Linked DNA regions of Mus musculus: all the other regions are linked to region 1. Evidence: chromatin contacts called from public Hi-C and promoter capture Hi-C data. All regions are on one chromosome and are shown on one strand. The core of a region is the stretch at or near the end of the contact, and the rest is flanking DNA. Distances in the headings are between cores, read along the strand shown.

What was found. Promoter capture Hi-C pulls out the DNA fragments that hold promoters and counts their contacts. A called contact is a pair of places that touch in the nucleus more often than the background predicts.
Region 2: a Hi-C map of forebrain shows a contact between it and region 1, with 2.8 times the contacts expected there. The contact joins the enhancer-like site here to the promoter of Edar in region 1. A contact is called at or near these places in 9 of 39 promoter capture datasets (the 3T3-L1 cell line, cranial neural crest, embryonic stem cells and 4 more), 2 of 15 datasets of contacts at CTCF or cohesin (the NIH/3T3 cell line and pro-B cells), 15 of 484 Hi-C or Micro-C datasets (the STO cell line, adipose-derived mesenchymal stem cells, cerebellar granule neurons and 10 more) and 1 of 9 other capture datasets (embryonic stem cells).
Region 3: a contact with region 1 is called in a Hi-C map of cortical neurons, with 2.3 times the contacts expected there. The contact joins the enhancer-like site here to the promoter of Edar in region 1. A contact is called at or near these places in 3 of 39 promoter capture datasets (the 3T3-L1 cell line and embryonic stem cells) and 1 of 484 Hi-C or Micro-C datasets (cortical neurons).
Region 4: a promoter capture Hi-C map of hippocampal neurons shows a contact between it and region 1, with 5 times the contacts expected there. The contact joins the enhancer-like site here to the promoter of Edar in region 1. A contact is called at or near these places in 7 of 39 promoter capture datasets (the 3T3-L1 cell line, cranial neural crest, embryonic stem cells and 2 more), 1 of 15 datasets of contacts at CTCF or cohesin (the NIH/3T3 cell line), 11 of 484 Hi-C or Micro-C datasets (cardiomyocytes, cortical neurons, embryonic fibroblasts and 6 more) and 1 of 115 datasets of contacts at active chromatin or transcription factors (astrocytes).
Region 5: a contact with region 1 is called in a promoter capture Hi-C map of hippocampal neurons, with 4 times the contacts expected there. The contact joins the enhancer-like site here to the promoter of Edar in region 1. A contact is called at or near these places in 5 of 39 promoter capture datasets (the 3T3-L1 cell line, embryonic stem cells, hippocampal neurons and 1 more), 1 of 484 Hi-C or Micro-C datasets (embryonic stem cells) and 2 of 115 datasets of contacts at active chromatin or transcription factors (astrocytes and forebrain).

Annotation. Positions count from the first base shown.
Region 1 is chr10:58,673,095-58,677,830 of GRCm38.p6, forward strand. It overlaps Edar (ectodysplasin-A receptor), which reads right to left and starts at 2,602. Exons shown (of 12, transcript NM_010100.3): 1 at 2,362-2,602. Gm36158 (a long non-coding RNA gene) reads right to left here. Exons shown (of 3, transcript XR_380458.1): 3 at 4,287-4,595.
Region 2 is chr10:59,131,973-59,136,917 of GRCm38.p6, forward strand. Sh3rf3 (SH3 domain containing ring finger 3) reads left to right here. Exons shown (of 10, transcript NM_172788.3): 10 at 3,848-4,945. The coding sequence ends at 4,016. Among named protein-coding and RNA genes, the nearest start is that of Gm23223, 61 kb to the right of the region's middle. Within about 2 kb of position 1,724, at least 39 of the 459 cell types and tissues checked have an H3K27ac peak or open chromatin away from gene starts, as enhancers often do. A contact at or near this core is called in cerebral cortex and forebrain, where this site is marked.
Region 3 is chr10:58,947,301-58,951,761 of GRCm38.p6, forward strand. All of the region lies in intron 1 of Sh3rf3 (SH3 domain containing ring finger 3), which reads left to right. Among named protein-coding and RNA genes, the nearest start is that of Sh3rf3, 140 kb to the left of the region's middle. Within about 2 kb of position 2,706, at least 46 of the 459 cell types and tissues checked have an H3K27ac peak or open chromatin away from gene starts, as enhancers often do. A contact at or near this core is called in cortical neurons, where this site is marked.
Region 4 is chr10:59,163,283-59,167,965 of GRCm38.p6, forward strand. Septin10 (septin 10) reads right to left here. Exons shown (of 10, transcript NM_001024911.3): 9 at 3,222-3,409; 10 at 834-1,662. The coding sequence ends at 1,647. Among named protein-coding and RNA genes, the nearest start is that of Gm23223, 30 kb to the right of the region's middle. Within about 2 kb of position 1,584, at least 1 of the 459 cell types and tissues checked has an H3K27ac peak or open chromatin away from gene starts, as enhancers often do. A contact at or near this core is called in hippocampal neurons, where this site is marked.
Region 5 is chr10:59,104,033-59,108,565 of GRCm38.p6, forward strand. Sh3rf3 (SH3 domain containing ring finger 3) reads left to right here. Exons shown (of 10, transcript NM_172788.3): 8 at 140-459. Among named protein-coding and RNA genes, the nearest start is that of Gm23223, 89 kb to the right of the region's middle. Within about 2 kb of position 1,544, at least 13 of the 459 cell types and tissues checked have an H3K27ac peak or open chromatin away from gene starts, as enhancers often do. A contact at or near this core is called in forebrain and hippocampal neurons, where this site is marked.

The DNA.
Region 1 (4,736 bases), core at 1,352-3,851:
TAGATCAAATAAAAGCCTTGCCTAAAATGTTCAAGTTTAAGGACTGCCTGGTAGGTGAGTGACGGAGGTGAATGGCTGGCGCTTTTGTTTCCTAATTGCTAAGTGAGTTTAATGTGGGCTAATTAATGATGCTATTGGTGAGTGGAATTAGCTAATGCAAAACCTAAAACTGCATCAAAGCACACAGGGAGGCAGGTGCCATCTAGGATAATTGAGGGAACAGAGGCCAGAGCGGAGCTGTTAAGGGTTGTACATGCACCAAGCTGCTGGGCAGGCCAGGGGAGGTAAGGGAAAACCAAGCCAGCCTAGGGCTGAGCCATTTAAGCAGTGGGGCTGGCCGCCAAAACGCCATCCTGTTTACAGCTCCCGTATTTGACTTTCAGATTTGCTTAAGTCTTTGAAGCTGGGTTCCCGGGCCTTTCCTTGAGAGTAAATTCCATTCTTTAGAAACCACAGAACACACTCTCATGGTCCCAGAAAGGGATGTGAGCGACCTGCCTTCTGTATGACCCCTTGGGACCTAAGGGACCTTTCATTAGAAGATGCCCCAGAGTTAAAACAATCAGCCTGGGTTTGTCCCCTACGGACAGTGGGTAGCAAATATGGGGTGGCCTCACGGTGGCAGCACTGAGCTGGATGTAAAGAGATCTCAGACGGATCGTCACAAATACAATGGCTCTCAAAAGACTCACAGAAAATAGAAACTATTATTTAACACTTCCCCACCCTTCCTTCATGTAACTGCTGAGTTTCATGGCTGGGCAGCACAGCACACTGCAGACGGTCAACTGTCACCCTTCCCTACCTACTCTGGAGAACTATAGCTGGTCCCCGCTGCTGGCCAGCATCCAGAAACAAGCGAATCACCGGCCAGGGATAAGATTCAAATTCAAAACTCGAAGTACAATTTCTATTGAATTGTACAACTGTCAATCATTTGTACAGCATTATAAAGAATCTCTGGGGGATCCTCTATACATCTTTTCAGCAGACACCAAAACGAGACAATGACAGCAAGCCCCAAACAACGGAACAGACAGACAGTGACCAGAGAGGACAGACAGACAGTGACCAGAGAGGACAGACAGACAGTGAGCAGAGAGTAGGCATATTACTTCAGTAAGTTTCTGTTTAGTTTTTCCTCCCAAAGAATGCAACCTAGGACAGCCTCCAACAACAGCATCATAAGTGGACAGAGGAATGAATGCTGAGAGGAGACCCCCCTCATCCTGCTGTCATCTCCAGGGAGGGTGCTTATGTGGGGGCGGTCTCTTGGGACACTTCCTAACGTTAAGTCCTCGTAAGCCACTCTCTCAAAACATATCTTTAAAGGTTTTAAGCGATCATGACCTAGAATGTCTGTTGTACATCGGGACTTCTCTGTCCTTTTATGCCCTCTTGACTCTTTGATACTTTGAACAAACCTCAGTTTCACTCTGCATTTGAAGGTGTACCCAGGTGCCACTTCAAAACAGCAAGGTAGGGGCCCCAGAAGAAGTAAAGAAGAAGTTGGCCCTGCCACACTCCACCACCTCTCTCTCTCTCTCAACTATGATTTCAGTCTTGAAAAGGGGGACTGTTTCCCACTGACTGTCTAGCAACCTGACTGACCAGGTCTTTGGCCCTTGTCACCTCTCTTGCTTTAGCTGTCCCCTGGTGATGTGGATACTCCAGCAGTGACCTCACCTGCTGCCCCATCTGCCCTGAGATCACACATTTTGCCTTGCAGGAGTTTCTTACCGCAAAGGCTGAAAAATCCAACTCTACTCTCTGCATGAGGCCCTTCTACCCCAGATGCCTCGGAACACTAAAGGAACCTTTGGCTAGAAATGAAAACCTCAAGTGTCACAAAGACCTATCTAACACACTCTCTTCCTCTTCTCCGACAACATAGGACTATGGCATTGGGTCTCAGACTTGATTGGAAGCCTGCCTGAATGGCCTCTTAAGACAATGAGCTACTCTGGGTAGAGGCAGGTGACGAATGCCACTAAAGTCCCAGGTGCCTCTTGCCTTCTTCTGTGAGCGAGTTGGAGAAACTCCGGTCCTCTCCCCAGATGGCAACACGTGTTTTAGTAGCACAAGTACTGTCTGTGACGCACAGTTTGGCACTCTAACCAAAGCGCACTCAACAGCGGAATGAGTTTTCTGATATTTTCTTCAAAACAAAGAAACAACCTCAAGCCTGTGAACTTGTAGCACAGACAGACACACAAGTAATCAGTAACGCTTGTCCAAACGCAACCCAAAAATGACATGCATTTCAAAAATGTACCCGAGATCCTTCCTAGCCAAGGACACCTCGGTTTCGTCCACAGTTGAAGAATACGGAAAACCAGAAGTGAAAGAACCAAGGTTTACCTGGTACCCGAATGAGGTTAGCTTTTCCCAGCAGAAGATGGGTCTACGGAGAAGGCGAGCAGGTAAGGGATGGGGGGCAGGCTTCACAGGCGTCCGTCGGTGTCCTCTCAAAAGCAGAGCTCCACAATCCTGGGGCCAGCCGGGTGACAGCGGCCAGGCACACCTCTGCTGCCAGCGCAACTAACTTTCTATTTTGAAGGGCTCCCGGGAACTCGCTCTTGACTGTTCCCGGTCTGGACTGCGAGTTTACAAACAGTCGAGCGGAGAGGAGGCCCCTCGCTTCAAACCCACCCGCGCCACCTAGAGGCCGCGCCAGGCATCGGCAGTGCAGGAGCCTGGGCACAGCCTCAGGCTCTGCCGCTGAGTGCACCTGGCTCCACAGGACTTCCTGCCCCTTAAGGGACAAGCTGGAATGTGTAAAAAGCATTGAGGTTTTTCCTTTTGGAGTGCGTGGGGGTCTTGCTTCTATCAAAGCAAGTTGGGCCTTTGGGCACAAGAATAATGAAAGATGAAATTTGCATTAAGTTATCATTAATCAGAACTTAAGCACAGCCCCCTTCCCCACAAGATGGTTATAGGTATGATGAATACTGCTGTATCCATTCACGCTCCTTCATGCAGCCTGGAATACACTTGTACATATTTCCAATCTCTCTCCTGCTCACCACAGATTTGAGTCACCATTTTCTCCTCAACATCTTCTCTCCATGTCATTCCAGGTAACTCAATATAGGCTCCAGACAAGTTCAGATAAACATATCTAACTCTTGTAACTACAGTATGTGCCTCATATAAATACAGACTCTACCACTCCAGAGACGTGCACATACCTCACAGAACTCTTGATAGCCCTATGTATCCTTTACATTTCCAGATAACTATATATGCTCCGATAACCTCATATACCCCATGTGATTTGATAGCAAGGAAACGTTAAATGCAAACCTTTTGGTATTGATCAATTCTCTTTCAAAAAATAAGTTATCTGGAAAACACCCAGCCTTAAAAGAATGTAACAGCCTCATTCCTTTCTCCCTCAACCTCATGGTCCCCCGCCACAGTAAGGAGTGGAAACAACAGGTTGTTGTTGTTGTTCTCTTCCTCCTCCTTCTCTTCCTCCTCCTTCTTCTGCTTCTCCTCCTCCTCTTCCTCCTTATTTTCTTTCTTCTTCCTCCTCCTTCCTTCTCTTTCTCCTTCTTCCTTCTTTCTCCTCATCTTCCTTCTCTTCTTCCTCCTCCTCTTCCTTACCTCTTTTCTTCATCTCCCGCCTCCTCCTCCACCTCTTTGTTTTTTTGGAAACAGGGTTTCTCTGTGTAACAGCCTTAGTGATCCTGGAACTTGGTTTGTAGACCAGGCTGGTCTCTAACTCGCATAGACCTACCTGCCTCTGCTTCCCAGGAGCTGGGACTAAAGGCAATTGCTGGCAAGCCAGCCTAGGAGTGGAGCCTTCTATATACTCTGCTCCCGTCCTGTTCCCTCTGCCTTAGATACACTGGAGAAAGCAGGACTCTCAGTAGAGAGACAGATGGCAGAGTACAGGCTTAGGCCGAGGATCCTGAACTTAATGATTATTGCTGTGGGAAAGCACAATGCTCTTTTCTTAGCTTGCTGACCAGTGTGGACAACTCATCCAGACAGTGCAGGCGCCCTTGAGTGTTCAGGCTTGGTTAGCTACGTTCCCCAGGCTGAACCTACAGTGAGTTAGTAATAAATGGAAGTTTATCACATCGGGGAATCCAATGCAAGCTACTGAGCTAGTCTTCCCTGTGGAGTGCACTTGTTATTTTGAGAGGTGTATCTGAGGACATAGATTTAATTTTAGCTGTTACTTTTATTTTCTATTGGACATTAAGTAATGCCTTTAAACTTAGAGTGTGAGACAGACAACATTGCCGCTGCCAAAAGACAGGAGAGGTGGAGGGAGAGAAGAATATGCACAAAATGATAAGAACTAGAAAGCAGAGCTGGCCTTTGCCACACTACAGATGATCAATGTGAAGTCTCCATGGTCCTTTTACCCAAATCAGAATGTATGGACAAATTAATTCAACACATTGAGAAAATGAAGCCAGAGAAGTCATTGCTTATCTGAGTCATTTAGAAGCTTGGAATATTCATTGTTCTCTGTTTTGAATACTTTCTGGAAGATGGACATAAAAACAGCCACAGATCTTCATCGTATGTGGAAATGAGGACATGAGTCAAGACTGTGGACCATGGTTGGTCAAACGGTGCTGTGGAGAAAGTGGTATAATTTAGAACATATGCTTGATATAGATAACTTAGCCCAGGCTGGGCTGCCCTTTTCAGCACTTGCGTGCAGATGCATGGTAGGCTGTGGGGTACAGTGTTGGAGGGGTCCCAGAGCTTAGCTC
Region 2 (4,945 bases), core at 474-2,973, 460 kb after region 1:
TCTGTTAGTCCTCCACTGCTCAGTAACTTGTTACCTGAGCCCGAGAACACAGCAGCTAACCGCAGAGACCACACCTCCCGGTGCCAGGCAGCGGGTAGACAAGGCTCTGTTTAGATCAGGAGTCACACAGGCTTCCTGTTGAAGGCCAGATGGGAAATGTCGCGGATGCCAGGGACTCAGCTCTGCACGTAGCTTATACATGCCTGCATTTCCTAGTACGTTGTGTGCATTCTCCACTGGACTCCTCTCAACCTTCCTAGTCCAGCGTCCCTATTTCCTAATGAAGTGACTGATGTTCTGTAAAAGCCTAAGAAACTTGTTCATGATTCCACAGCTGGCTAGCAGCTGGCGGAGAGGCTCAACCGTGAGAGCTTTATGACCAGAGAGTCTAAGCTCATTTACACACGTGTGTGTGCAAGCGCGCACATGCACACACGTTCTCATCAGCAAAGAACTCAGCAGCAGCAGGGCAGATCAAAGCAGCACAAGGGGAAAGGCCAAGCAAGCCAAGGATGAGCTGCGTTTCCTTCTCAGATGCACTTTTTTTTTTAAGATTTATTTATTTTATGTATGTGAGTACACTGTCACTGTCTTCAGACACACCAGAAGAGGGCGTCAGATCTCGTTACAGATGGTTGTGAGCCACCATGCGGTTGCTGGGAATTGAACTCAGGACCTCTGGAAGAGCAGTCAGTGCTCTTAACTGCTGAGCCATCTCTCTAGCACTCAGAGACACTTCTTATCTGGGCTGCTGCTTGAAAGCCCTGCCCAGGGTTGGGGTGGACAGGCCTTCTCACGGCATCCATGGCAATCAGGACAGCTCTTCAACTGAGGCTTTCTACTCAGGCAATTCTACTGTGGGGCAAGTTGGCACAGTCCCCTAAAGGGATCAACGTCTCCATCTGGACAACGGTAGAGAGAGAGTGGCTGTGAGACCCTGTGATACCTGGATAGGAACTGAAGATGTGTGGTCCAGCTCCCTAGGCTAGGACAACTGCAGCTGAGACGGATTCCAGGCCCTCAGACCTGTGCCAGGCGCTCGTTTTGCAGCTTCTGAGTTTGGACCAGCTCTTCTTGTACTTGCAGAGACCCTCTGAGTCTTGGACTTAAAAAAAAAATTAGGCTCCTTGCCTAGCCCTCCTAACGTTCACAGTGCAGGACTCTTTCTGAAGGAAATCCTTCTGGGGATGGAAAAGCCTCTGACAGCCCAGACCTGTGCTAGGACTCCGAAGTCCTCACATCACATTCCCTGACGTTCCCAACCTGGACAGCAGCAGTACTGACACACAAACACAAATGGGTGATTATGGAGCCAAAGTTGTGTGTCCATGGCCCAGGAACACAGATTTAGGTCTCCCAAAATACTATGTTCCAATGTGGAAGCAGCTTCATGAAGTTTTTATAACAGAAAAGAAAGAAAGAAAACCATAAATCAAGGCATTTTTAAAAATACATTGGCAGAAACATCAGAGGGGCCATTTGCAGCCAGGCAGAGAAATCTGGGCTGCAGGCCTCAGATGATCCCTTACAGCGTTTTTAGCCCTTTGGTTGATAAGGAATGGGGTTCTATTAATACATTTTTAAAGATTTTTATTGTTTATCAGAACAGGTCTTACACGGAGGTGGGCGACAAGAGTCTTTTTAGTTGGGCTAAAGATAGCCCAAGAGAAACTATAATTAGGCTCCGAGCCTAAACATTCCAAAGGCACTGACTGAAGCTTTAATCAGCTAGCCTTTGTGCACACAGCTTATTTTCCCCCAGGAGTTCTCGTGTACAGTACAATGAAGAGGCCAATACTGCAGCCCCTCCGACTGTGGCCATGCTGAACATGGCCCTGGCCCACCAGCTAGATGGTGGGTGTAAGGATAAAATATTCCTTTGCCTTTCCTCCTCTTTGAGCTGTCCCCAGCCTACTGCCCACAGCCACACAGATGGCTCCCGAAGAAGACCACCCTCCCCCTATCATCTAGCTGTGCCGAATGATGCTGAGGAGACCAAAGCTCCCAACTTTGCATATTCCAGCTTAGAAAAACCAGGGAACAACAAAAAGAGTAACCTAGGGAGTCTTAGCTTTTCAACTTTGTTGTACAAACACCTGCCACCTGCTCTAGGGTAAAGGTGTCAGCCGCATGCCATACAAAGCTACCCAGATATTCTGGGGGCCAGCAGCTGAGAGTACAGAGCACAGTCCTGACAAGAGTTGAGGAGTAGACACCAGACCTGGCATGTGGACAGGCTATGACACAGGTCACAGAGCCAAAAAGGAACAAGCCAAGGGCCAAGCCCATGTCCCAGGATTGAAGCAGCCCCTGGTCCTCAGAGGCCATGGCTGACTGGATGCAGCCATGCATTCACTAGGTACGACAGACCTCCAGACAGATATGAGACCAGCACAAGAGGATGGAAAATGAGAAATGGAGGGGCTATGTGGAGATCTAGCTACTAAAAGGACAGTGTGCCTTATAGTTGTGTGTAAAAGGACACCAATTTTAAAATGGCCTACATTAATCGTTTGTAGAAGGCCTCATTGTGACTGCACACATGTGTATATTGACAGTCACCCCATTACAGTTTTGTCCTCTCCTCTCACTGACCCCCTTGCTCGCCCCAGCTAGTCCCTCTACTTTCATACTCTGTGATCCAATACCTTTCATCCTCTTGCTTACAAGGACGTGGCTGAAGGGTTATTTGAAGGAGCATTGGTACTTTACTAGAGACCACACCATGAAGAAAGCATCTCTCCCTGTCCCGGCAACCACTAACTGGCTATCAGTCCTTAGGAACAGATGGGTCCTTGTGGGTACCCACTGCACGACAGGATGCTGATGGACCCAGTGGTCCAGCTCCTATGCAGGCATCTTAGCTGCTGCAAGCTCCAGAGTGCCACAGTCCACTTCTATTGAATCTCAGTGGGCCATGCACAGAAAGGACATGAAAGGGACTTGGGAAGAGAAAAGATGTCAGTGAGAGAAAGAGAGGACCAAGATATACATGTGTGAAGCTACAGCTGTGTCCTCTAGGTAGGTAGGTAGGTAGGTAGGTAGATAGGTAGGTAGGTAGGTAGGTAGGTAGGTAGGTAGGTAGGTAGGTAGGAAGATAGACGGCTAAGCACTCAACAGTTACCTATTCTAAGCCCTGTGACCAAGTACAAGTCTCTGCAATTACCACTGCCCACTGGAGGGAATGTCTCTTGGACCCAAGCTGACAAGAGATTACTCTATGGGAATGATCATAATTCTGTAGTTATTTAGAAGGCAATTTGATTGATGTGTCATGTCTGTCATGTTCACAAAACAGTGACTGTAGTTTCCTCACCAGGACCCATGACTTCTCCAGCCACTGGCTGGTAGGTTTGCCACTGCTGTACCAGTTGACACATTTGGCTTGCCCAGTTGGTAGTGTAGTGAGTCAGGCTGTTGACTACCATTCTCCCTGCAGCATCCTGCATGGCGCAGCGCCTCGCAATATGGAGGACTAGCCAATGGGGAAGAAACTTCCTTACCTACTTCAGTTTGGTTTCCCTATGTTCCACAATTGGAGCCTGTGATGTCTTTAGAGCTACAGTTCCATGGCCTGGCTCTGATGCCAGACAGTGACAGTGGCAGTGGCCTATATTATTCTAGGCCCCTGAATACCTCCATGACCAACAACTGTTCAAAGGGAGGTTAGATGACAAGGTAAAGAGCTTTGGGAAATTTTACAAATAATTTTACAGACCATAAAATGTAATGGCACACTGTAAGAACTTACTGGAGGGGCGGAGGGGATAGGGAGCTCACTGTGGGCTACGGGGGATTAGAGGGAAAGCCCACCCCTCTGCTCACACAGTTTCTTCTGCCCTCCCAGGTACCGTGTGGTGGTCTCCTACCCTCCACAGAGTGAAGCGGAGATCGAGCTAAAGGAAGGTGATATCGTCTTCGTGCACAAGAAGCATGAAGACGGCTGGTTCAAGGGGACACTGCAGCGGAATGGCCGCACAGGTCTCTTCCCAGGCAGCTTTGTGGAGAGCTTCTGAGGACCACTGCTCATGGCTAGCTTCTGTTGTCCTGGAGAGAGCAGAGGATGCCCGCCTTATCACCAAAGTCCGAGCGAGGTTCTTTCTAAAGCACCGGCCAGAAACAAGCCGATGATTCACGTGAAGTCCTTATTGGAAGCACACATGGGCCATGGCGTGTTTGTGAAGATAGGCCATATCCTCATGTGACATCCTACTGGAAGCACATGTGAGTGTCCTGCAAGACCACGCCATGAGTCTGAGTGAGCAGTAGCACAGAAAATGTTACCCACATGGACAAAGGCGCTGCTCTGTCACCCAGCGGCTAAAGCGTTATTGTGTAAGGTTGGGAGCCCGGGAGGGTATAGAGTTGGGCCATGTGCTAGGGCTGACAGCAAGAAGAGCATCTTCCCTGCCTGCCCTGGGTACCATTCCTCTATATACCTCTGTCACCTACCACCAGGCCTCACCGCCAGGGCATTCATGGTTCAGGAGCCTCATAGAAGGGCTGTGAGCCTCCCAAGGTGTCCAGTGGGGTCCTGTGGGGCACTGGAGCAGAACCCTCTTGTCTTTGTCTCCTACTGGGATAATGAGGTGCACCGTCCAGTTCCTCCGCCGCTGTCTTCACACTGCTTCCTTCTTACGGCACACCTTTTTAATGTACAACTCTTAGACTTTATATATTTCTAATAGGTCAGACGCTGCATATTTTTCATACATCTGGTGCTGATTTTTTGTAAAACCAACCTGGGTAAGTGTCAAGGGGGGAAAAAAAGAAGTAACATCAAAGGAAAGTTTTCTATATTTCCCAGATGAAGTTTGGAGCATATTGAGGAATTCCTATCTGTAATATCACAATGCTGGCTGGTGCTCCATGCAGCGAGAGGGAGGGTCTGTGGAGAGGGTGCATGGAGTCGGAGCGTCTTCCCAAACGGCTGGAAATAGCTAAC
Region 3 (4,461 bases), core at 1,456-3,955, 270 kb after region 1:
ATAAGAAAGTAGGCAAAGCAGGGCAGTTAACAGCACTTCTCCATGACCTCTACCTCAGTTTCTGCCTCCAGGTTCCTGCCTTATGTTGTTGCTCTAACTTTCCTGCATGATGGCCCATAGGCCATAAGCTGAAATAAACCCTTTCCTCCTCCGGTTGATTTTGGTCATGGTATTTATCACAGCAATAGAACGCAAATGAAGAAAATAGCCTACTTAACAAGTGAGTTGCTATTGTACCACCTGAATGACCAAGACTGCAATTCAATAATATGGTCAGCCCACTTTCTTCTACTTCTACATTCACAGATTAAGTCAACCATAATACAAGCAAACGACATCTGCACCAATGTCTTTTTAAAAACCATTATCCACTAAAATAATATACTATAGCAACTGTGTGCCCAGGACTTACAATGTGTTTAGTGTAGAGAGGGGTATGCATAGATTATAGGCAAATACCAAATGTTTTTCAAAAGAGGGTTGAAACTACATGGACTTTGGTACCCATGAGGGATTCTGGAACTAGAGAGCCAGGGGCAGATGTGTAGGTTTCCTGGAGGCCTGCAGATCAGCACCACATGATCTTCCCACCTCTGCCTCCTACTGTCACCGTTCCTTCCCTGATGGTGCCTAATGATGGAGTTGATACTTCTGAGTCCTGCCTCTGTTCTACCTGGCATACTTCTATTCATCTGCCAGAATCCCGAATGCTGCCTGCTGTGTGAAACCACTGGTAACAGTAGTTGTACAGAATACACTGGTCTGCGGCTCTTCCTTTGAGGTCTTGTTGCTGTGACTATGGCCTTGCCTCCATAAAGAAGCAATCATGTGTTCTTGCCTTTCTCATACAGAATTTTGGGGAGGATTTAAAAGCACACGATTGTAGCTATCTAATGCATCATCAAAAGTGCTCATTTAAACTCCTCTCTTTTTTTTTCAGTTTTCCTGAGAGTTAGAAGTATCAGGCTTAAGCACAGCCAGGCACCCATCTTTGATTCCATTTGGAGGCCTTTTCTGAAAAGATGTCAGCCCAGAAATGCAAATGGTGGCAGGCAGTGTCAAACAAACAAACACTCTGCAGAAGGAAAGTGAGACTCACTAGACGTGATGCTCCATGAATGTGGGCTGCAGAGCGGTTCATAACGTGATCTGGGTTCAAGTCTCTACCCTGTTTCACCTTTTTGAACTATAACCCTCCCATTTATAGGGCTTTTTCAGATCAGAATATGAATGCATATATATGTATGTGTATGTATATATAAATATATATGTATAAATTTACATACATGTATGTGTATGTATGTATGTATATTTACGGGAGTTGTGTGTCAGTGACAAGTAGTGATCATGGAAGGACATGTGGACATGGGAGGCACATGGATGTATCGTCAGCTGTGTTCTGTTGTCCTTAATATTCTTTGAGGTATGCACTCAAATCCTATATCCTTAGATTAACATTTAATTAGACAATTCTCAAGCAGCATCACCTGCTTCCTGCCCTGCCATTTTAATCGTGAGTGGCCAAGCAAATGTGGCCTGGAGATTACGTCCTCACACCAGAACCGCCTCCTTCACTGCGAATGCAAATGCTGGATTAGGCATTTGAGTGGAAATTAGTTGAGTTGGGACATATGGGTGTTGAATTTTGATTTTCCACTTATGGTATTTTAAAGATTAGATTACTCTTTGTTTCCATTGAACAACAGGAGAGAAATATAGTTGGTGTTTCTATGAAAACAGAAGTTAACACACACTGTTTGGTGAGTAGGTGGATTACCAGGAATGAGAGCAATCAATAAAGGATTCAGTTTTTCAAAGGCAATTTAGAAGCCTTGTGAAGAGAAAACCCCTTTGTTGCAGACTAGATCTGGTGCCCCTGCGAACACTGAGGAGAGATTTTTACAGAACCTACCTCTCTAACTGTTTGCTGGACAAGATGTGCCAAGAAAGGGCTGGGTTGCTTGTTGAGAGGAGAGTAACCGAGCAAATGCTGGTGAGTAGACTCGGTGATGTAGACCTGGGGTGGCCAGAATGTAAGGCTGTGTGAAAGGGGTGGGGCTATTTTGCAGCAGATCTGTGCTCTGAGAAAAATCAGTCCTGGTAAACACTACATTTTAAGCTCAGGATAATTTTGCTTTCAAAGTGAAGTACTATATGTCTATCCTAATAATGATGTGCATATACATACACACACACACACACACACACACACACACACACATTCATATGTATGTAACAATAATATTGAAGAGAAGATGCTATCAGTTCGAGAGTAAGGAGTTGGGGCGAGCATACCTGGGAGTGGCTAGAGAAGTGGCAGGGGTGGGGGGCCAGTAGTGGAAGGGAAAAATATGTGATCAACTCACGGGTGATTGTCATGTCTTTTTTGCATGCTAGGGTTCCCAGATAGGCACTCTTCTCCCTCCTACCTAAAGCATTGTGTTTGCTACCATAAATGCACCAAGTATCAGAGCAGCCTTAGCTACGAAAGGGAAAGCGGGAGTCCAGGACCTGGGCTGAGGAGAGGGTGCACCTCCCCTCAGGGCTGCTCATCACTCAGCCAATTAAACTGTCAGTCTGTGGAAGCTTGGATTTCTAAATAGGTCTATAAGTAATTTCGCAAATGGGCCCTCTGCTGTATAATAGTGTGCACTGATTTTTGAGAGCTACTACAAGAATGAATTTGCTGAATGAATAAATCTGTAGTAGCTGGCCCAGGGCAGAATTAACCTTTTAAAAAGGGCTCATTCATGGGGTACAAAAGCCACCACCCTGTGTAAGTGATTCCTCATTCAGCCAGGGGCAGAGCGTCAGCACATTCTTTGTTTCCAGCAGCTGAGACTTCAAGGAAGAACCCTTCTGCAACCCAGAAATCAGACGTCTGCCAATCTCCTCCCATTAGACAACGGCACACAGCTGTATTGCTATCAATTAAAGTCCATTGCACAAATCTTGTCGAGTTAACAGGAGGCCAAGAGATGGTTTTCCCCAGCTAGATTGGGATTTAATGAGAGCAAACAGGCACACGCACCACGCTGGGGAGGTGAGTGGGCTATGAAGCTGTCTGTGTGAAAGGGTTTAACTAGCTCCCACAAAGTCTTTAAACCCCTAGGTGTCTGAGTGTCTGGGGGCAGGGTGGTGGGGAGCACAGATGGACAGGACACCATGCAGCTCTGTGCTGCTTCTGTTGTGACCAGCTGAGCTTGGGCTCCTTGGCTGGCACACGAGGAAACATGGGGATGCTGGTGTGGTAGAAGGAAGCAGGACCATCAGGAGTCTCCCGCTTTTCACATCCTGAGCTGGGGGTTGGTGGAGGGGCTGCCAAAGCATCTATGAAGCCGGAAGGAGAGCATTGGGCCGAGGAGAGAGCTAGGCGACTCTGGCTTTGGCCTCCATATTTCCTCCATGGTGTGTGGATGTAGATTCAGAGACACATCTATTACTGCTACTATAGCAGAGCAGACACCCCAAGGTAGTCTTCCTTAGTAATGTGTAGTGTGTAGTCTCCAGCAAGAGATGGTGGGACGCTGTGCATAAAATGTAATCCCTCCAGGAAACTTTATAAAATTGAACATAATTTTGTACTGGCTGCAGGGGCCCCTGGGCACAGATGCGGCTGTGCTGTGAATTGGCTCACCATGCATCCTCAGAGCTCCTGAAGTCTGTCCTTGGAGGAGATGAAAAGCTGGTGTCCTTGCTCCTCACTCCTGTGAGGCTTAGCAGAGGAGTGGAGATTATTATTTGTCAGTCTATCTTATAGGCAGTAGTTATTACTGATATTTGATGTGCTAAAGCATTTCAAAGAGCTGAATTTTATCCTTTAAGGTTTTTTTCTCCCTATCTTTTTAAAATAGATCTTGCATGGAGTTGTGCAATCTCTGCTACCAATTCCAGAACATTTTTATCATCGCCCCAAAACTCCTTAGTCAGTAGAAGTCACTCCTTTTCTCTGGGTCCCAGATGCTGCTTTGGATTCTTGATATACATTTCATAAGGCAACATATAGCCTTCTGCGTCTGAGATAGTTTTCACCTAGGGTTACGTTTCAAGGGATAGCTTGGCTGGGGCATAGTCCAATGCTTCCTGCTTTTAATGGCTTGTTACTATAACGGATTCAGAGGCTCGAGTGACTTATAAAGGAAATTTAGCTCATTGCTTTCTGGGCTGAAAATTCAAAGAACATGGCACTGGCTCTGGCTAGGACCTCCCTGGCTAGGTCACATATGGCATGAGAGCATTCTGTAGGAAGAGATGATGTAAAGAGACAGATTGTAGTTCTGTGAGAATGGCTCAGTCCCATGAGAACTTCATTGATTTCTTCTAGGGTGATGCTAGCAGTGGTCTAACCGTGTCTCCTTGCATCCCACTTGTGGTGCTTTGACTAAGAACAGCCCCATAGGCTTATGCACTTGAATAGTTGGTCCCTAGTTAGTAGAACTGTTTGGGAAAGATCAGGAGGTG
Region 4 (4,683 bases), core at 334-2,833, 490 kb after region 1:
GAACAGTGATCATTAAAAAAAATGCTAGTAAGGTAGTTTACAACAACAATAATAATAACAATAATAATAATTAATAAAGAATAACAAATGTTAGTGAGGATGTACAGAAAGTAACTTTCATATACTATTGCTGAAAATACAAATGAGTATTACCATTATGGAAACAATTTCCTAAAACATAATAGATACAGAATTATATTATAATCTGGTAGTTCTACTACTAGGACTACAGCCAGTAGAAATGAACTCAGTACATCATCAAAGAGACATGTGCAGTCCCTTGTTTCATGCAGCACTATTTCCAGCACTCTAGCTATGGAAGTAGCCGAGCAGCCTGTTCAGGATGAACAGAAGGGACTAAGCAGTGCAGGTACACACATAACACAGTGCTGTTCAGTCCTCAGACAGAAAGCTTATCATCTGCGTGGCCAAGGAGGGGCAAACACAGAAAGACACACTCCACACGTGGGATCTGAAGAAAACCCGAGTCTCAGAAGAGTAAGGAAAGAACAGTAACAGTAGAGGCTGGGAAGGATATAGGGGAGGTGGGGAAGCCAAGTATAGGTGCAGGGATGAAAATTTTCTAATATTCTACAACACAGTGTAGTAACTATGCCTGATTAAAAAATCCATTTTAATAGTAGAGATGACTCTGAATGTTCTCAATACAAAGGGCTAGTTAGTTGGCAACTGTGCCAATTAACCCTGATTTGATCATCACACATTGTAGAAAAGTCATGACACACCACTTTCTACTGCATCAAAGGATAAATTATGTGACAATGAAAAACAAAAACTGAAGCAATTTCAACACATTTTAGGAAATACATAGATTGGTCAAGATTATCAATTTTATTTAGAATACAGAATATTCAAATACAAAAGAATGAAAACATATATACCTATAACCATTAGAAAAGATAAAACATTAAAATGCTCTAGGACTATTAAGGCACTGAATGCAAATACCTCCTGAAATACAAATTCAGATGGTCTAATAAAATTTTCAACTTTATTTTTTTTCAATTTTTTTAGTCCCTGAAAGGCAAATTTTAAAAAAATACATATGATATTATAAGAAAAATAATATCATAACCAAGCTTCAAATGTATGTTTTAATTTCTAAGCATATTTTGCTATATCACAGCAATACACAATAAGGCACATTGAGTCATAAAAGGTTACATAGTTTAAAGTTAGCTTTAACTCTGTAATACAGTCCAACATACATGCCTCCAGTGTTTTCTGTTTAGTATACAGCAAAAAAAAAAAAAAAAAAAGGTTCATGCTAGAATAAAATGGCAATCAGCTATGCATAATATGAAGGAGTTCTGTAGTGTCTCAATAGCGATGAACCTTTGCTACTTAGAGTAACAGTCAGTAAAATAACATCCGGCAGCAGGAAAGTGACCAAGATCCACAGCAAGATAGGAACTTACAGATTCCTAATGACAGTATATGTGTGAGAAATATGCACCTTGGCTGACAGATCAGCCTTATACGTGAAAATATTTTTCTACAAATGTGAATAGCTTTAGCCCTTTGCTAGATAATAACTGAGTTACTGATAAGGCAAAAGGAGCAAGAGCTCAATGCATACAAACAGCTTTGACTGTGATGGCCATCTGTGCTCTGGAACTCTTGTGTTACATAAAATTGGAGCTGGAAAGAAAAAAATCCTTTAAATGGAACAATAAAAAAATTGGAAGCAAAAATTATCAAAAGCATTACTTTCACAAAGCTTTTATACAAAGAGCAAATAGACAGCACATACAGGATATTTAGCTATGGGAGTTTGAAAAAGAAAAACAATTATCAAGCCACATTGTCTTGAGGATGAGTCCTGCGCTCTTAAAGATCTTTGTGCTTGGGCTGGGGGTGAGATGTTGCTCAGCTGGCAAAGCACGAATAAAGCTCTGGGTTAGACCCTTTAGCATAATAAATGTATGGACTCTAGCTGCCCTAGAATACATGATTCCATGTCAAAAAAAAAAAAAAAAAGGCGTGGGCTACAACTCAGCAGTAAGAATGCTGTCTGCCCTACAGGACGCTGGAGGCCCAATCCCAAGTACGAGCATACAAGGGGAGAAAGGAGAAAAATGTCCAGTTTGTCTAACAGCGTAAACAATAGCAAGGCTCTCAAGGAGAGCCCGATGACAACTGTGATGGGGAGATATATATGGGAAAGTGGGGGAATCTTATCTTGTTATACTAGACTACACTGAAGAAACAAACTGAAAAGCTCATCTTTTTAATCCAAAGCACAGTAAAACTAGTAATAAATTCTATTTATAATTTGCATCTTGAAATCCAAAACTTCAATCAAAATACATCTATTATACATTCATTCTTTCACCAAATAATTACACAAGATGTAGGCACTGAGTTCCCTGAAGCAGGAGCTTGTTCTGTGAGGACCACAGCAGAGCTCAGCCTCCTATGACACAAGGCCTCCCAACAGAACAAGGCATGGCAGGCTTCGTGAAGTAAAAACAGTAAAGTGGACAAGGGATATTTTAAAATAGGAGGAATAAAACAAAGGGCACAAACACTGAATGAAATTATCAAATAAGAAAGTAAACTTACTTTCAAAAGCTTGTGGCTTTAACACATATCTCAAAGCTATGAGCTGGAGATCATCTGCTACTCACCCCCTGACCCTACTGTGGCCCTCTCATTCTACCTTCCTCTCATTCCTCACATCCATCATTCTCTCACCAGCTCTGACTTCAAAGCACAGGAGATCCAGCTGATACCTGATTCCCGTGTTAAAATAACAAATTCTCACAAAATCAATGATTAGTAGAAATACGTTTAAATGAGCCCAAGAATTAAAGTTTCATCAATAAGGTACTTAACTCTGATTCTCCATCAGTATGCAGTTTCCATGGAGACATAAATATAAAATAACTCATGGTGCTACTGAGCAGTAACGGCAGGACTGTGAAGTAACGGTAGCGACTCCACCCACCTGCCCCACCTAACCCTTATGTGCTGTGAGGCTTGCTATTCGTGTGCTTCTCTTGATTCTGGTAAATACTGAAGCCCTAAGACACGGCAGGTGCTACTCTAGCTGCTGCGAGGACAGTGGTGACCAGGGCGGAGTCTTGGTAGTGTTGGTAGCAGGAGCAGACAGTGCGGAAGCAAGTAAAGAAGAGCAAGCAGGGCAAGGAGACAGATGGTGAGGGGCAGGGACCGGGACAGGGTAGCAGGACTCTTACTTCTTTCGGTCTTTGTCCTTCCTAATGCTGCTACCTGACGCCAAAAATGACTGGTTCGGGAACAGCTCACAGGTAGCTTTCTTCTTAGCAAAAGCAACCGATTCTTCCTCCAACATTCTTCTCTTTTCTTCAAGTTTCATTCTCTCTTCCTGATGAATTCTTTTGAGGTGCTCAAATTTGGCCTGAAGCTGTGAAGCAAACAAACAGTTCCCATAACTGACACTATGTGGCAGCACTCACACGGGAGTCATTTCCATCTCAGCCAAACAACACTCTCACCCCCACCCAACTCATTTATGCTACTGGCCATGCTTCCTGGAAAAGCCTGGAACTGCCTTGGAAACTTTCATTTTAAAGTTAATCACTTTATGTGATTGAGCCAATACATAAAGGCCATAGACTCAGGAACAAAACTTTTGACTGTCTACTAAATATTTTTATATTCTTGCCTCTTTTTTTTTCTATAAAACCTATTTAATAAAGATTCTCAAATTCACACTCATTAAAAATAAGGGACACAAAAGTACAGAAGAAAATTACCAAGAATATCAACCAAAAAATTAAAAAGCAACCCTATTTTCCAAATAAAGATTGCACATAGAAAAAAAAAAAAGAAAAAGAAGAAGAAGAAGAAAAGAAAGGTTTGAAAGTCATACTAATAAAGTACTGGATAGCAAGCATCAGTTTATATCAAGAACCTTGTGATGGTTTCAATGAGAAGAGCCCTCATAAGCTCACACCTGGTCCCAGTTGACCTGACCCAGAATCCCCAAAACAAGATCTAAAGATAGGAGGGTCATGAGACAGGGCCCCAAAATTAAGGCAGTAAACAACAACAGGTGGTAATGGTTAACTCCAGCTTGGTCAACTCGGGGGACCAAGAGCAGAGCTGGATCCTAGAGAAGGAGCCCCTGAGGAGGCCTCGAGGGTTGTTCCTCTATGAGGGGGACTGCATGGGATGTAGAAGGTACTGCCTGCGCAGGTCACAGGGCACCTTATCCTGGGTGCTGCCCGCCTCACTGATTCATTTCCCTTCCCTTTATTTATGGGAATCAGAAGTATCTTTTTCAGACACTCCATGGGATGCATCCAGAAAATTAGAGTAAGTATGCCCTAGATACTCTGAAATACTAGGGGACAGAGAAACCTGGCCTCTGAACAGCATCTTAAATTTTAACAGCTAGATCCACTCTACAGATGAAAAGAAAACGGAAGCCGGGCGTGGTGGCGCATGCCTTTAATCCCAGCACTCGGGAGGCAGAGGCAGGCGGATTTCTGAGTTCGAGGCCAGCCTGGTCTACAAAGTGAGTTCCAGGACAGCCAGGGCTATACAGAGAAACCCTGTCTCGAAAACCCAAAAAAAAAAAAAAAAGAAAGAAAGAAAAGAAAAGAAAAGAAAACTAAAAAAAAAGTTCCTTATGACCAGGCTCTCTTCCCCTAATGGACAACCTCAACTTGTAAA
Region 5 (4,533 bases), core at 294-2,793, 430 kb after region 1:
GCAGTGCCACACATTGTGATGGCAGCCAAGTATGGAGTGTTCAGAACCCTCCAAGGTCAGAAGTCAAGCCCAAGAGGAGAATGCTCTGCAAATCGCATGGCCACATGTACACTAACCTTTCTCCCTTCCACCCCTCCAGCTACCCATGCCTCTGCCCAGGCCCTGGACCGGCCAACTGCCACCGTGTCACCCCTGCGCACTCAGACTTCTCCATCCCGCCTGCCCAGCACCGGCCTGAGACCCCGCTCTGTGGCGTCCCCACAGCATGGCCAGCAGTCCCCGGCACAGATGTGTCCCCGGCCAGCCATCCCCTTCACATCAGCGGCCTCCGCCATCACACCCCCCAATGTCAGTGCAGCCAATCTGAGCGGGGAGGTCGGAGGGACACCCATCAGCGGCCTGTCCACACCCAGCCTCATCAACACGGGCTTCAAGCCAGATGACAAGAAAAACGAAAAGGTTAGTGGGCCATCCTGGGCTAACCCTGAACCTGGAGCTGGCTGGCTACTGGGTCCTTCTCACACACTTGCCAATGGTGCCGAGAACAGGTGAGGTTTCAGTGTGCTCATTGATGTTCTGTATATTGCATGTGGCAGGGCCTCTGACATGGATAACAGCCAGAACAAGAAGGTAGAGTAGAAGCAGAGGCTAGCCTCAGGGTTCTGCCAGGGCCAACAATTTTCATGCCACTGCAGTTTTGATGAAAATCAGAAGGTGGCATCTTGCTCATCCATAGACTACCGTGGTCCCTCCTGCTAGAAGCTCATTGTAATACAGCCATCTTGTCAGAACAAGACTCCTAACTGCCATGTGCCAGAATGAGATGGTGAAAAACAAACAGATCTGCAATAACTCTCTGTGGTGCGAGCGAGCGACACCCTGTCCCTTGGACGCATGATTCTTGCACAGTTTGCAACCTGTTCAGCCATATGGGAAGGGCTTCTTTCTTGGAAAAAAAAAAAAACTGAAAGAGAAAAACAGGAGGACACCAGCCTGGTAGTGGGTATGGAAACCATTTTCAGCTATTCTTGTATTTTATAGAAGATTGGAGTCGATGGGCTGGCCCTGGTGGCTAGGAGCAAGGGGAGGAGTAGCCAGGGTCACACTCCACTTACAAATCAGTGCAAAACACAAGCCACAAAGTGAATGGAGAATGTTCTAGTAGCCGTAGCTTTAAGCTTAATATAAAATTTAAAGGTCAGGTGCATCTTCTATCAAATGCACTATCCAAAAAATGTTTCAAGGCACTCCAGTCTTGCTGCTAGGATGTCTAAGATTGTCTGTCAGTTGTGTTTGGCAGGCAACTTGGTTTTCCCACGTTCTGTGGCTGTTTGAAGATGTTTCTATAGGGTTTCCTAAGCATCCTGTGTATCTCACGTGTTTGAGGTGAGGACAGCCCCCTTGAGGGACATCCCCAGCCCTAATTTTTAAATCCACTCATCAGCTTCCAAGAACTTTCAGACCCCTCTCCCTCTAGAACCTAGGTACACCCCAGCACTGGTCCAAACTCATCACCACGGGTTACACTCTCTGCTGCCTCCATCAATGTGTGGGCTGGGTAGAAAGAGGCTGATAAAACCAGGGTGGCACCCACCCTGTGAAGTCAAGTATGGATGCTGTGTTTTGTGCCCATGTGTGCTTGAAAATCAATTCAGTTGTTAATCTGTTGCCTTCTGCCTTGCTGCACTTGTTCAGAGACTTGCTGGCTGGCTGCAGGAAGAGGGCGGAGGTGGGGGGGACAGCCCTTTGCGCTCAGAAGACAGTTTTCCCTCAGATGCAATCCGTCAGCCTTTCCAGCTACTGAGAGCAAACCAGGGGCAGTCTGGCAGTATTAGTAAACGTTTCTAGTTCCTTGTCCCCAAACCTCCTGTGTAACTTGTGGGACAGGTAGTGCTGCCTGCTACCAGCTAATACTGGGTGGCATCTGTACCTGTTGAGCCAGCCTTTGTTAGCCTGTCGCTCCTCACCACGGCTTCGGTCCAGAATGTAGGGCTAAAGCAGCTACTGGCCACATGACATGGACCAAGGATGGGGGGAGGGGAGGAGAGGCAACAGAGTCACATGACGAGCCCATGGAATCAGATTCCAGAGACCAGCATCAGGGTGCAGATAAGTGTGGGGTTAATAGGGTGTCCTGCATCCTCTCGGGACTCGGGCTCGTGGAGGTGGGACACAGGAAGTTTTGACTGCGCTTACCCCACATCAGTGCTGGGCAGGTGTAGGACTATGGAAAGCCATGGGACCCCACTCTGGGGCTGGGGGAGTGAAGTCTGAGGTCCTGGGGACTGCCGTAATTGGCTTGGGGGATCTCCGGACCTGCATGGAGACCAGGGATGTCAGATTCTCAGACTCTTGGACACCCAGGCACCTCTGAGAACAGAGTGGGAGCCCACAGGCTGGATCTAGCCCAGGGTTGAAGGGGAAAGAGGGGAGAGCTCCAGCTGGGTCCTGTGGGGGGAAGAGAGTCCTTGGCTTGCTCAGTGGGCAGCTTGGCTTGGCAGAAGCTGTGGCTGGGAGCACTGAGAGGCCTTCTGTGGGAGATTAGACAGCCGGCTCTTTAGGCAAAGGCCTGTTCCATTGCTCCCCACAGGGAATCCCGATGAAAAGAGATAGTCCATGGTTTTAAGGCATTTATTGTCATGATGGAGAGTGATGATGAATAAAACCGTATTCCACTTTCTCAGGGTGGACCTGAGGTCCTCTTGCAGGGATGAGTGTCTGGAACAGGGAGTTTATTGGCTAAACCTTACGGCCTTTAGGTACCTCATTAAAATGGTCAAAGCTGACATGAGGACTCTGGACTCCTGACACTGGAGCCCAGCCAACTGTGACAGGGTTCGGGAGTCCAGAGTCCTCATGTCAGCTTTGACCTCTGACCCCAAACAAGTCTCCCAATACCTCTCAGCTTCAGAAATTTCAGAGGAAAATGCAGACTATGGTAAAAAGATCCTTGGAGTACCTTTTTAATTTCAACAATCTTTTATCTATAAAACTGAAACTATGCTCATCCACAACAGAAAGCTAATCTGTTTCCAGGCCACAACATAAGACATTCGCCATGCTTTTTGATAGACAGATGTTGTCAGAGGTCTTCTGTGGACTTTATGGAAGTGCCACGGCTCTAGGACGTCTCTTATGGTTGGCAGCAGTGGCTGTGTTTCTAACCACACCCCTGACTTGTCCCTCACTTTAATATCACTTAACCAGTCCTCTAGACATCAATATGTTTAAAAGGGAAATGTCTTTTTCTGCTCATGCAAATACTATAAAGAGAATTAATTGTTTCTATCAGTCAACCATCTCAGAGACACCAAACCAGTAGGAGATGGATGGATAGTCTGATACCACTAACCCATCTATTGATAGATAAGATACCACTAACTTGTTTGTTTTAAGGACTTAGTGCATGTAATTACGGAGACTGCGAAGTTCAGAATCTGTGGAGCAGAGCTGAAATCCGTCGGGCAGGCCGACGAACAAACTAAAAAAACCTGGGCAGGATTTGTTGTTGCAATTTGAGGGAAAAACAATTTTATCCTCAGGAAGCCTAGATTGCTCTTTAGACTTTGAACCGACTGCGTTGAATGCCACTGTATTCAAGACACATACTTGAAGTCATTTTCTAAAGGAGATTAAAAGTCGGTTATTGTTTTTAAATTAGTTGATTTTTAGCCACATCTACAAATTACCATCACAGAAACATCCCAACAAGCATTTGACCAAACAACTGTGTGCCATAGCCTGAGCAAACTAATCACTCTTCTCTGTCTGGTACCAACCGAGAATTGCCCTAAGCCACCGGGAGTCCTCAACCAAGGACAATAGCAAGGTCAGGCTCTGCTTAGCATGGTGCAGCTGGGCTCTTGAGAGCAACCAAACCTGAGAGCAACCAAACCCACTAACCCAGAAGAGGCGGCCATCTTTGGAAGATGCGCCCTCAACGTTCTGTAGCAGAAACATTAGGACGTAAGAGTTAACATAGGCAAATGCTGACATCTCACATTGTGTGACAAGAGGGGACAAAGGGAAAGAAAGCAGATCTGTGACTCAATGCACATTCATAACAAAACAGGAGGGAAGTACCTGCCACGATTGTCCTCCTCTCTGCAACTGGTCACGTGGCCCAGCAAATGTCACACAGTCACCTCCATCCGTATAGTCCCCAACCTGAATCTCCTTTGCACACAAGAAATACCTTGCCTTTTTGTGCTCCCTTGCCTGGTGGGGTACACCCATATCTCTGAGGTTCTGCCATTTGTAATACTACTTCCACTGAGACATTGTAGACCCCTGCCCCCGACCTGAACCACATAGCCTGGTATTACCAAGTGCTCTACGGTGTCTCTTATGTTCCAATCATGTTCTGGTTCATCCTCCACTGTGTCCCCTTGGAATCAAAATCCCTCCCTATGCCAGTGAGTCAGAGATCCAGGGATCCCGAGATCCAGGGACCTCAAGGGAGCTGAAGCATTCTGAACTGGCTGGCAGTTCAGTGGAGTGGTGGTTGCTCCTCAGTAGAACTGCTGGACTAAG